2 separate regions of the Mus musculus genome follow, and region 2 is linked to region 1. Evidence: chromatin contacts called from public Micro-C data. All regions are on one chromosome and are shown on one strand. The core of a region is the stretch at or near the end of the contact, and the rest is flanking DNA. Distances in the headings are between cores, read along the strand shown.

What was found. A called contact is a pair of places that touch in the nucleus more often than the background predicts.
Region 2: a contact with region 1 is called in a Micro-C map of embryonic stem cells, with 5 times the contacts expected there. The contact joins the enhancer-like site here to the promoter of Calcoco2 in region 1. A contact is called at or near these places in 4 of 39 promoter capture datasets (the C10 cell line, the HPC-7 cell line, hippocampal neurons and 1 more), 1 of 484 Hi-C or Micro-C datasets (embryonic stem cells) and 2 of 9 other capture datasets (embryonic stem cells and liver).

What each region holds. Positions count from the first base shown.
Region 1 is chr11:96,110,022-96,115,031 of GRCm38.p6, forward strand. Calcoco2 (calcium binding and coiled-coil domain 2) reads right to left here and starts at 1,941. Exons shown (of 6, transcript NM_001271018.1): 1 at 1,916-1,941.
Region 2 is chr11:96,710,266-96,715,404 of GRCm38.p6, forward strand. Skap1 (src family associated phosphoprotein 1) reads left to right here. Exons shown (of 12, transcript NM_001177899.1): 8 at 595-658; 9 at 2,752-2,937. Among named protein-coding and RNA genes, the nearest start is that of Snx11, 65 kb to the right of the region's middle. Within about 2 kb of position 3,181, at least 21 of the 459 cell types and tissues checked have an H3K27ac peak or open chromatin away from gene starts, as enhancers often do. A contact at or near this core is called in embryonic stem cells, where this site is marked.

The DNA.
Region 1 (5,010 bases), core at 691-3,190:
CCCTATCCCCTCCCCCTCCCCACCCACTCCCATTCCTGGTTCAGGCATTCTCCTATACTTGGGCATAGAGCCTTCACACGACCAGGGGCCTCTCCTCCCATTGATGAGAGGCTAGGCCACCCTCTGCTATATATATAGCTAGAGCCACAAGTTCCACCATGTGTTTTCTTTGATTGGTGGTATACTTCCAAGGAGCTCGAGGGTACTAGTTACTTCATATTGGTGTTCCTCCTATGGGGCTTCAGTCCCCTTCAGCTCCCTGGGTATTTCTCTGGCTCCTTCACTGGGGACCTTGTGCTCTGTCCAATGGATGACTGTGAGCATCCACTTCTGTATTTGCCTGGCATTGGCAAAGCCTTGCAGGAGAGAGCTGTATCAGGCTCCTGTCAGCAGGCTCTTGTTGGCATCTGCCTAGTTGTCTGGGTTTGGTGGTCTTATTGTGAAGCAAGGCAGCAACAGCCAGGTCTACTTCTCACTCAGGGTAAATGGGCAAACTACAGTTCTAAGTTTTTGGAGAAAAAAAAAAAAGTAAGTTCCAAACACTCAGAGCTCCTGACAGTACCCAGTAAAGCACTTGGTCTAGGCATCCCTAATCTTGCATGATAAGTAAGCTACAAAGACCTGATAGTTACAGGGCTGGAGAGTTGGCTCAATGGTTAAGAGGTCTTCCAGAGGATCTAGGTTTAATTTCCAGCAACTGCAAGGCAGCTTACAACTATCTATCCAGTTTGAGGACATGACACCCTCACAGACATACATGCATACAAGCAAAACGCCAATGCACATAATATAACAATTTCAAAAAGAAAAGACCTAGTGTATAAAATGTGTAGCCCTGGATGTCCTGGAACTCCCTGAGGTAGACAAACTGACCTTTGTCTACAATTTACAGAGATCCACCTGCCTCTGCCTCTGCCTCTCAAGTGCTACCAAGTGCTGAGATTAAAGGCATGAACTAACAACCGCCTGGTAAATGAAGTCCTTTGTTATATGAGTTTTTTCTTTTGCAAAAAATAAGAAAAAGGGCTCAGAGGTTGAGCACTGTCTGCTCTTCCAGAGGTCATGAGTTCAATTCCCAGCAACCACAGGGTGGCTCACAACCATCTGTACTGAGGACTAGTGCCCTCTCCTGGCTTGCAGGCATAAATGCAAGCAGAATACCGTGCACTTAATAAATAAATACATCTTGGGGCTGGATAGATGGCTCAATGGTTAAGAGCACTAACTGTTCTTTCAAAGGTCCTGAGTTCAAATCCCAGCAACCACATGGTGGCTCACAACCATCTCTAATAAGATCTGATGCCCTCTTCTGGTGCACCTGAAGACAGCTACAGTGTACTTAGATATAATAAATCTTAAAAACAACAACAACAACAACAAACAACAACAAAAACAGACGGGTCCTCCCCAAAGTTTAAAAAAAAATAAGAAAAAGTCTGTTAAGTTATAATATAACATCTCAAAATTATTCTTCTAAGCTCCATCCATGGTCACCTGAGGCACTGACAACTTTTCCACTTGGGCTGCCTAGAGCAACCTACAGTTACAGGACACAAGTGGCCAGAGCCCTGGAAGGCCATGGTGGGTGACACAGCAAGGCTAGGTTTGGAACCTCAGCACACTGGGGTGATGGGTCTGGGTACCACCGCGAACCCATACATAGGGCCACTGCTGCAGGACCCTGACTCCTGTCAGAGACGAACCCAACAGGTCTGGTCTCTGGAAAAACCAGCCAGAATTTCTCAGGACTCGAAAGGGGTCCCACGCCCTCCCAAACCCACTGTGGGTAATCGGAGCACTCCAAGACGGCCTAGGGTGATGCCGAAGCCCCCACACCCTGCCCTGCCTGTAGACCCTGTCTCAAGGTCTGAATTCCGGGATCCAAGGGCTCAATTGCACCCCTTAAGGTACTCACCAGGAACAGCAGCCAGCAGCACTAGCGCTGGGAAAGGCGGGTGGGCGAGTTTAAGGACTGAAGGGATGGGCAGGCCCGGCCCACTGAGTCACAAACCCCGCCCTTGCCGCGGGACAGCTGGGACATTTAGTGCCTTTTTTGAAGAGCTGGATTTGCCTTTTTTATCACCCCGATGGCAAACTGGTTTTTTGTTGTTGTTCTTGTTTGTGTTTATATTTTAATTTGCTCAAAGCTCATATCCTTGAAAGGGCATTGAGAGTTCATCTAGGGCTGAGCGGAGGTGGCACATGCTTTTAATCCTACCACTCTGGAGGCAGAGGCAGAGGCAGGCGGATTTCTGAGTTCGAGGACAGCCTGGTCTACAGCGTGAGTTCCAGGACAGCCAGGGCTACACAGAGAAACCCTGTCTCAAAAAACCAAAAAGAAAAAAAAAAAAAAAAAAAACCCAAAAAAACCAAAAACCAAAACACTTTGGTCACTAATAGTCCTATAGCTGCAGATCAGACTCTGGCATTTTAGTCTGATACACACACACACACTTGGTAGTAGATACCTCTAATTCCAGTTTTTAAGCACAGGAACACAAGGTCAGCAGTTCAGGGTTAGATTTGGTCGCCAACCAAGTTTGAAGTCAGCCTGGACTATCTGAGACCTTGTCTATTAAAAAAATAATGCTCACTCCTGTCCTGAAAGAAAATCTGTTAAACTCCTTTTTGGGTCTTCTGTGACTTGACTCAGAAAGTCTTTTTTTTTTTTTTTTAATCCCCATTTTATATGTATGAGGGGCCAGCTTTGAATTTATGGAGAGAAAGTTGCCCTTGTGCTCTAGAGCTTTCTGGTATCCTCAGGTCCTGAAGGAAAAGGCATGTGACTTCTTCATTAAAAGTCTCTTTACTGTAGACACAGAATGAGCAGAGTCTCCCTCCCCTTCAATCTTTCTTTTTCTTTTCATGTTTTTGTTTTGTTTTGTTTTAAGACAGGGTTTCTCTGTGTAGCCCTGGCTGTCCTGGAACTCACTCTGTAGACCAAGCTGGTCTCGAACTCAGAAATCTGCCTGCCTCTGCCTCCCAAGTGCTGGGATTAAAGGCCTGTGCCACCACTGCCTGAATTGTGTGATTCTTATCACAAGCATGACTTTGAACTCAAGGCAGTCCTCCTGCCTCAGGCTTTCAGGTGCAAGGATTACAGATGTGAAACACCACCATGGCTGCTACCTTTATTTTTTTTTGTAATTACCCATAGGAGCTGGGCAATGGTGGCGCATGCCATGTACAGAGAAACCCTGTCTCAAAACAAAGCAAAACAAACAAAAATTACCCAGAGGATACCAAATGCACGTTGCCTATGGAAGATTAAGTTCCGAAAAGTCCCTTCCCTTCTCAAAGGCGTTCCGAGCGTTTGAATCTGGAAGAAATGCTCTGTATCACATAACCAGAACATTCATGCTTCTGAAGTACTTTTAGATTTAAGACAGGGAAAGAAACATTCTAATTCTGCCTTCTAGGAACATCTTGGGTACCCTCCTGCAGACTCTCTGAGTGCCTCTTCCAATGTCTGAGAATATCAGATTGGTAAAATGGTTCCATCAGAGAATCACTTGTTGCACAATCCCAGGGACCCAAATTCTATCCCAAAGTCCAAGGAAAGGCAGAGAAAGAAAACCAACAGGGCAAAGCAGCCTGCTGATCTGCATGGGCACAGCGCTACCAACCCTTCACCTATTATCATGAACTCACAGGCACACACTCTATTAACAATGAACAAATTTTAATTTTTGAAAATAAGATTTGAGAAAATTAAGGTCTTTCTGCACAAACCTAGGCAAAAGGATGTCAAATCTATTAAGATTGAGAAAATAGCTGAGCCGGGTGGTAGTGGCAGTGGTGGCACACACCTTTGATCCCAGCACTCAGGAGGCAGAGGCAGATGGATCTCTGTGAGTTCGAGGCCAGGCTGGTCTACAGAGTGAATTCCAGGACAGCCAGGAAACCTGCCCCCTCCCCCCCAAAAAGGCAAGGAAGACTTGCCAATCAGGATCATACATGCCTATAATTTTGGCACTAGGGAGGCAGAGGCAGAAGGATCTTTGAAAGTTTGAGGTAGCCTGGTCTATACTGTAGTAGAATTTTTGAAGAGCCATTGCACCTGGCTTTTACTCCTGAGTGAAGGCAACATAACCTTGAGGTAATTGGCTTGCAAATAACCAGTGATTGTTATCTGAGATTCTAGGGCTTGCTTTCCTTAGGAATTTTCAGTCTCTTAGCACATAACTGCAGTCACTGGACATTCTTTGAATAAGTAGAAGCTGAATAATGACTGGTTTTGTTTAGATAATGGTTGCTTTAGAAACTGCCTAGATCAGATAAGATATTTTAGCCTTGCAGAATTGACTTGCTAAAAGACCTTTTATGTAACAATCAAAAATCTGCGCTCTGCTGAAAATGTCCTCTTTCTGCTTGTCTGGAGTAGCCCAGAATACCACTCTGTATAATCAGTTCTGGGCCAACCCGAGTTACAAAGGGAGTCCTTGCCTCAAAACCAAACCAAAACCGGAGGCTGGAGACCTGGCTCAGTGGTTTAGCATATTTGCTCTTGTAGAGACTGGGTCTGATTCTCAGCACCTGCATGGTAGGTCACAAGCTATCTGTAACTGCAGTTCTAATGGATGCCTACTGCTTACTTCCTTGACATCCTCTTTTGACTGTCTTGAGAACCAGGCCTGCAAATGCTGTCTAGACAACATAGAGAGGCAATACACTCACAATAATTAAATAATAGGTTTAATTAACATTCTTTCCCTTTTTTGCCATACCCCATGTGACTCGGTCTTGGAACCCTGACTGGAGGCAGTGAGAAAACGAGAGCGGACAGAAGTCCAGACCATGCATAGAGAAGCTGCGGTCAGGTGGGCTGTGTGAACTCTGATGGAGCACCCCAACACCACCCCAGAACCTCAGGATGTTTATTAGGGTCATCCCAGAGGCAGGAGTTATTGGGTCTCTGTAGGAGGTGAACAGTCTCAGGCTGTAAATGTCGGGAAGGAAGATGCTGCAGTTGCTAGTTTCTGTGCACCCTCTGGTCAGTCTTCCTCACTT
Region 2 (5,139 bases), core at 1,931-4,430, 600 kb after region 1:
ATCTTATTTTTTTTTTTTTTTTGGTTTTTCAAGACAGAGTTTCTCTGTAGCCCTGGCTGTCCTGGAACTCACTTTGTAGACCAGGCAGGCCTCGAACTCAGAAATCCACCTGCCTCTGCCTCCCAAGTGCTGGGATTAAAGGCTTGCGCTACCACGCCCAGCTAAAATCTTTAAAAAAGAAAAGAAAAACAAATCTCCCTGCTGCCAAAGACCTCTCCCTTGTAGTATTCTAGTCTCACATCTATGGCACTTTGCTTCTCTTTCTATAAACTTTTCCCCAACAAATCCATGATAAAGACGTAATCGAGTGAGTGGGTATACATGGACATCAACATCTCGACTTAAAGAGCTGTTCTCTCTGGTGTGTGAAATTGCTGAAGGCACAGCGCGGCTGTGTGAGGTGTCTTGGTGGTTTTGTTTGTTTGTTTGTTTTCTGAATGATAAGAAAACAGAGAACTCTGAGCACCGAGCTCAATTCTGAAACTCAGAAACTCGGAGCCTCTTATTCTGATACTCAGGTTCCTTTGAGTCTATCTAGCAGGAGTCGTGAGCACTTTTTGTGATGGATACATTGATCCTCTTGTTTTTCTCTAGTTTACAGCTTCTAGTCCAGCTGAAGCCAGAGACTGGGTGGATCAAATAAGTTTCTTGTTAAAAGGTAAGAGGCACCACTTCAAAACTACATGCTATGGGAGTGGGCTGGCAGGTGAAGTTGTATTTTGAGAGTTTAAGCTAAAAGTTTCTCTAAGTGTTTTTTTCCTGGCTCTCTTACCTACCCTACGTGGCCTTTAAATATAACAACAAATAGTATCCTGTAAGAATGGGAAGAAAAGGCGTCAGGTCACCTCTGATGTCATAGCTCACCCACTGACACCATGTAGACAAGCCACTAATCGTCATTTGGGAAAGATTCAGAAAGCTGCTTAGCTAAGTGTCCTCTCCCCACTTCACCCCTTTTATCTGCAAAGGTAATCCTGCATAGTAATCGTCATGTCATTGAGATCCAAGTCCTTCCTCTCCTGTTTTCCCTTTCTGTTAAAAAGTTGAGTTTTAAACTCATCTAGGTGGCTGTCAGGGACACTGGACATTAAAAATAAATGGTCGTTTCCCAAGCCACAATAAAATGTACCTTGCCTTGGGAATGGCAAGAGCCCTGCCTGAAGAGGTTAAAGGCTGTTCTTAGAGTACCCTCTGCTGGCCAGCCAGAAGGCCTGGTGCAGCAGCCACAATGGCCCAGGAAGCCTTCCCCTGAGAGTGACCAAACAGGTAGATTTGGCCTAAGAGGACCTTCATACACCATCATACGAGCCTCAGTAAGATGCAAGAACACCAACTCCGTACGTGGCCCATGTCTCAAGGAGAAACACAATCCACCTAAAAACACCAAGCTTTCTCATCACGGTTTATTATTCTGCCGTAAGATTTTATGGTGGATAAAAAAGAAGAAAGCGCCCCAGCCTTAATTACAAGAATTGCCTCTTTTCCTCAGTTATACCTCTGCTATCACAAAAACAAACTACTGCGTGCACCAGCAGCATCCCATATAATAGGCTGGAGCTAGGCAGACACGGGCGTTGATGGTGAGGCTACAGGGTACACTCTCATCTAGGTGCCTAGGATTTATGCGTGTAATATACCCCTAAGTGTATAAACCTCAATAAAACTCAAAGCAGCTTTATTGAGCTGTACCCTGTGGTACTTTCAGAATCTCACATTGAAGAAATTATTCATTCCATTTTATTTTAAAACAAACAAAATAATAACATATGGTTTCAGCCGCAAATGTGCCTTTGATCCTTTCCTCCTATGAAGTCGCCGGAATTCAGATGAAATTTGTTGGGAAATCTTTATTAAAAGCCTAATCAAGCCAAGCAGTTTTATTGTGCTTCGAAATGAACCGTTCCTGTCTCTCCATCCTTCCTGTCCCCAGAGTATGCTCAGTGTGCTCGCTGGGTCCTGCAGCGGCCCCTCGGTGGTGGGGTGGGGGTGGGGGTGGGGGTTCCGGGAGCACACTGAAGGCAGAGAACAAGCTTCCCATCCCCCTATCAGAATTGAAACCAATCTTTCTCCCCGCCCTGGTGCTCACCAGTGCGGTAATGGCTGAACACCCCCTCCTCAGTGACCCACTTTGAGGTCATCCAGGCCGCAAAAGGACATGGTAACTGTGCTGTTTGGCCATTCCGTCTGGTCACACCACGGTTGTGTTTTCCCGTGCCCCCATTTCTTTTCTTCTGCTGCTTTTCCTCATTTGTTTTTCTTCCCTCTCCACGAACAAATTTGTCTGAATTCCACAGTGAGACCACCGGGAAATGAACGTCTGAGAGCTCAGACTCCGCCATATTGCCTGGGCTCTGTCACCCTGGCCAACTTGGAGCCATCGCTCACCGATCCGGTTTTCTGCTTGGCGAGCAGAGCATAGGACACAGGCAATGCCTCGCCTGGCCTATTTTCTTCCTTTCACCTTGCGTTTCCGTTCCCATACCCATACTTTTCTGGGCTGCTTCATCCTGACCACGTTTTATTGCCAGGGAGGATTTATGTTGGTGGGTTAAACCTGATGCAGTGACGGGCTGGCCTTTTCTGTAGATTTCCTGCCACTGAGGCCCGCATTAGAAATAACAGCCCTTAACCTAGTGTTTCATTTTCTCCTGACATGTTTTATTCTCATCCCTCCTCCTCTCTCACCTCCTCCTTTCCTATACTTCTTTTTTTTTCTATCTTTATTCATTCTTATCTTTGCTCCCGCTGCAGATCTTAGCTCCTTAACCATTCCCTTCGAAGAGGAGGAGGAGGAAGAGGAGGAAGAAGAGAAAGAAGAGGAAGAAATGTACAATGACGTCGATGGCTTTGACTCCCCAAGGTCTGGCTCCCAGTGCAGAGCCATGGCCTTGCCTGAGCCTACTGAGAAAGAGGAGGACATTTATGAAGTCCTACCAGGTAAGATACATCACCGGCTAACTACCCACCTCCTGCTGCTCAGAAAAACAACAACAAAAACAAAAAACTCTTGACATGCGAAAGAACGAAACAGCCCCCAAAGTTATCCCTATTCAAGGTTCACTGTCTGAAGGAGATGGTGTAAAAAGCCCGGTGACTCTGCCTTGTTCTGGGAACAAGATGAAATCCTCTTTCAGCGGTACCACGTGACGTGACGTCACTTGTTCTTGAGCCATGAAGGTTAAAGGCTAGAGACCACTCCCTCTGTTTCTCATTGGCTAGCTGTGAGTTTGGGGGTGCGTTCTCATAACTCTCTAGCCCTGGCTTACTTTCTGTAGAATCTGGAGAAGGATAAAGCATTGTCTCAAAGGTACGGAGGATTTCCAAAGTCTGGATTGTGCAGATGCCAACAATGGTCTTGATACAGTAAAACTCTGATAGAACACACCTCATCATCGCCCAGAGTCAAATCTCATCTCCTCAGAGTAAGCCTACCCTGCCTCGCCTCTCCCCGTGCTGGGGCCGGTTGACTCTGGAGCCCTCCCCTTCACAAGGCAGGCTCACTAGCATCTCAGAAAACGCACAGTCATCACTGTTCCCGCAGAGCCACTTCTGGTGGGAATCCAGCAGCTGGTGAACAGTACAGAACACAGTGGGGGTCAGACTGGAAAGCCGGAGCCTGAGCCTTTTAATTGTGAGGTATTTAGACAATGGGAAAGCTGAATCTTCAAGTCCATTCAGGAAGCGCTCCTGTGGAAATTTGCCAGGAGTTTAGTACTCTGCTAAGAAATTCAAATTAAGCCAAAATTTATAGCAATTTAAGCCTGCATCCCAGATGAACCTGGAAACTAAGGTGAACCCAACACTTAGGCCCCAGAAGACAGGGCCCCTTGCTAAAAGCATTATCAGTAAATAATTGCATCTCAAGGCTTCCTAAGAGGAGGACCCAGCCTTCTTAAGTAGGTATTCCCTATTTGTCTCTTGCCTGAGAGACAAGCGACGTCATTGCTCTCTGAGTCAAGTTGCAAGTCTGTGTGTCCTCAAAGCCCCACCAAGAAGTGTTCAATCCTCCTCAGTCCTCCAGCCTCTGCCAGACTCCACTTCCCCTGGCGGCGGCGGCGGTGGTGGTGGTTGTTGTTGTTGTTGTTGTTGTTGTGTTTTATTATGCAAATGATATCTTGGTTGAGGTCGAGCCATTTCTTGTGTCTGAAGTTAAAAAAAAAATGATAATTTCCTCAGCAAGTCATCGTCGTTAATGAAGTTTTACAAAAACAGATACAACCAAAGGAAAATAAAATTTCACAGGTGATAAATTTTTCCAATTTCCCTGGCAGAATTCGATAGGATTGTTAAATTAAGAGTGAAGGTGTCTGTTAGGAAGCAACGAGCGGTGATGGGTAATTTTATAGAGTGGAAAATTGAATCAAATTGCTACATTAAAACAGAGCTCCTCCGAGAATCTTCCTCCACAGCCTGTGCCATTGCAACAGCAGGGTGCAGAAAGCGATCTAATTCACCACACTCCCTAAAAGGAGATGCTCTCCCCAGCTTGGCCAGGATCTTCCTAGAGAGCTCACGCCAGCCCAGGTTCGGGGAAAGAGCCGGATGAGGCTTCACCTGAGGTTCCAACGATCTCCAAGCCACTCTGCCTTCTGGGCTGCAGAGAAAAGCTATGTGATGCCCAAAGAAGCCAGGGAGGATGAAACTGATGCTGGGGGGGGGGGGGGGAGTGAAGGAGAGAGACCGCAGGAAACAGGATGGGATTCCTTACTCTGGGTCAGAAGGAAGGACTGTACCACCAGCTTCTGAGTGACCAAGTTCATCCTGCCTCCTAAACACTGCTGACAAACAAGCTGAGGTCCCTAAAATGCCTCCAAACCTCCCACTGCTTATATACAAGAGTGGAGCCGGGGGCTGGTGAGATGGCTCAGTGGGTAAGAGCACCCGACTGTTCTTCCGAAGGTCCGGAGTTCAAATCCCAGCAACCACATGGTGGCTCACAACCATCCGTAACGAGATCTGGTGCCCTCTTCTGGAGTGTCTGAAGACAGCTACAGTGTATTTACATATAATAAATAAATAAATCTTAAAAAAAAAAAAAGGAAAAAAAAAAAAAAAAAAAAAAAAGAGTGGAGCCAACGGCATGGAGCTTAGTCAGCCTCCTCAAGCAGCCACTAACCCTGTGCCCACAACTCCAGTCCA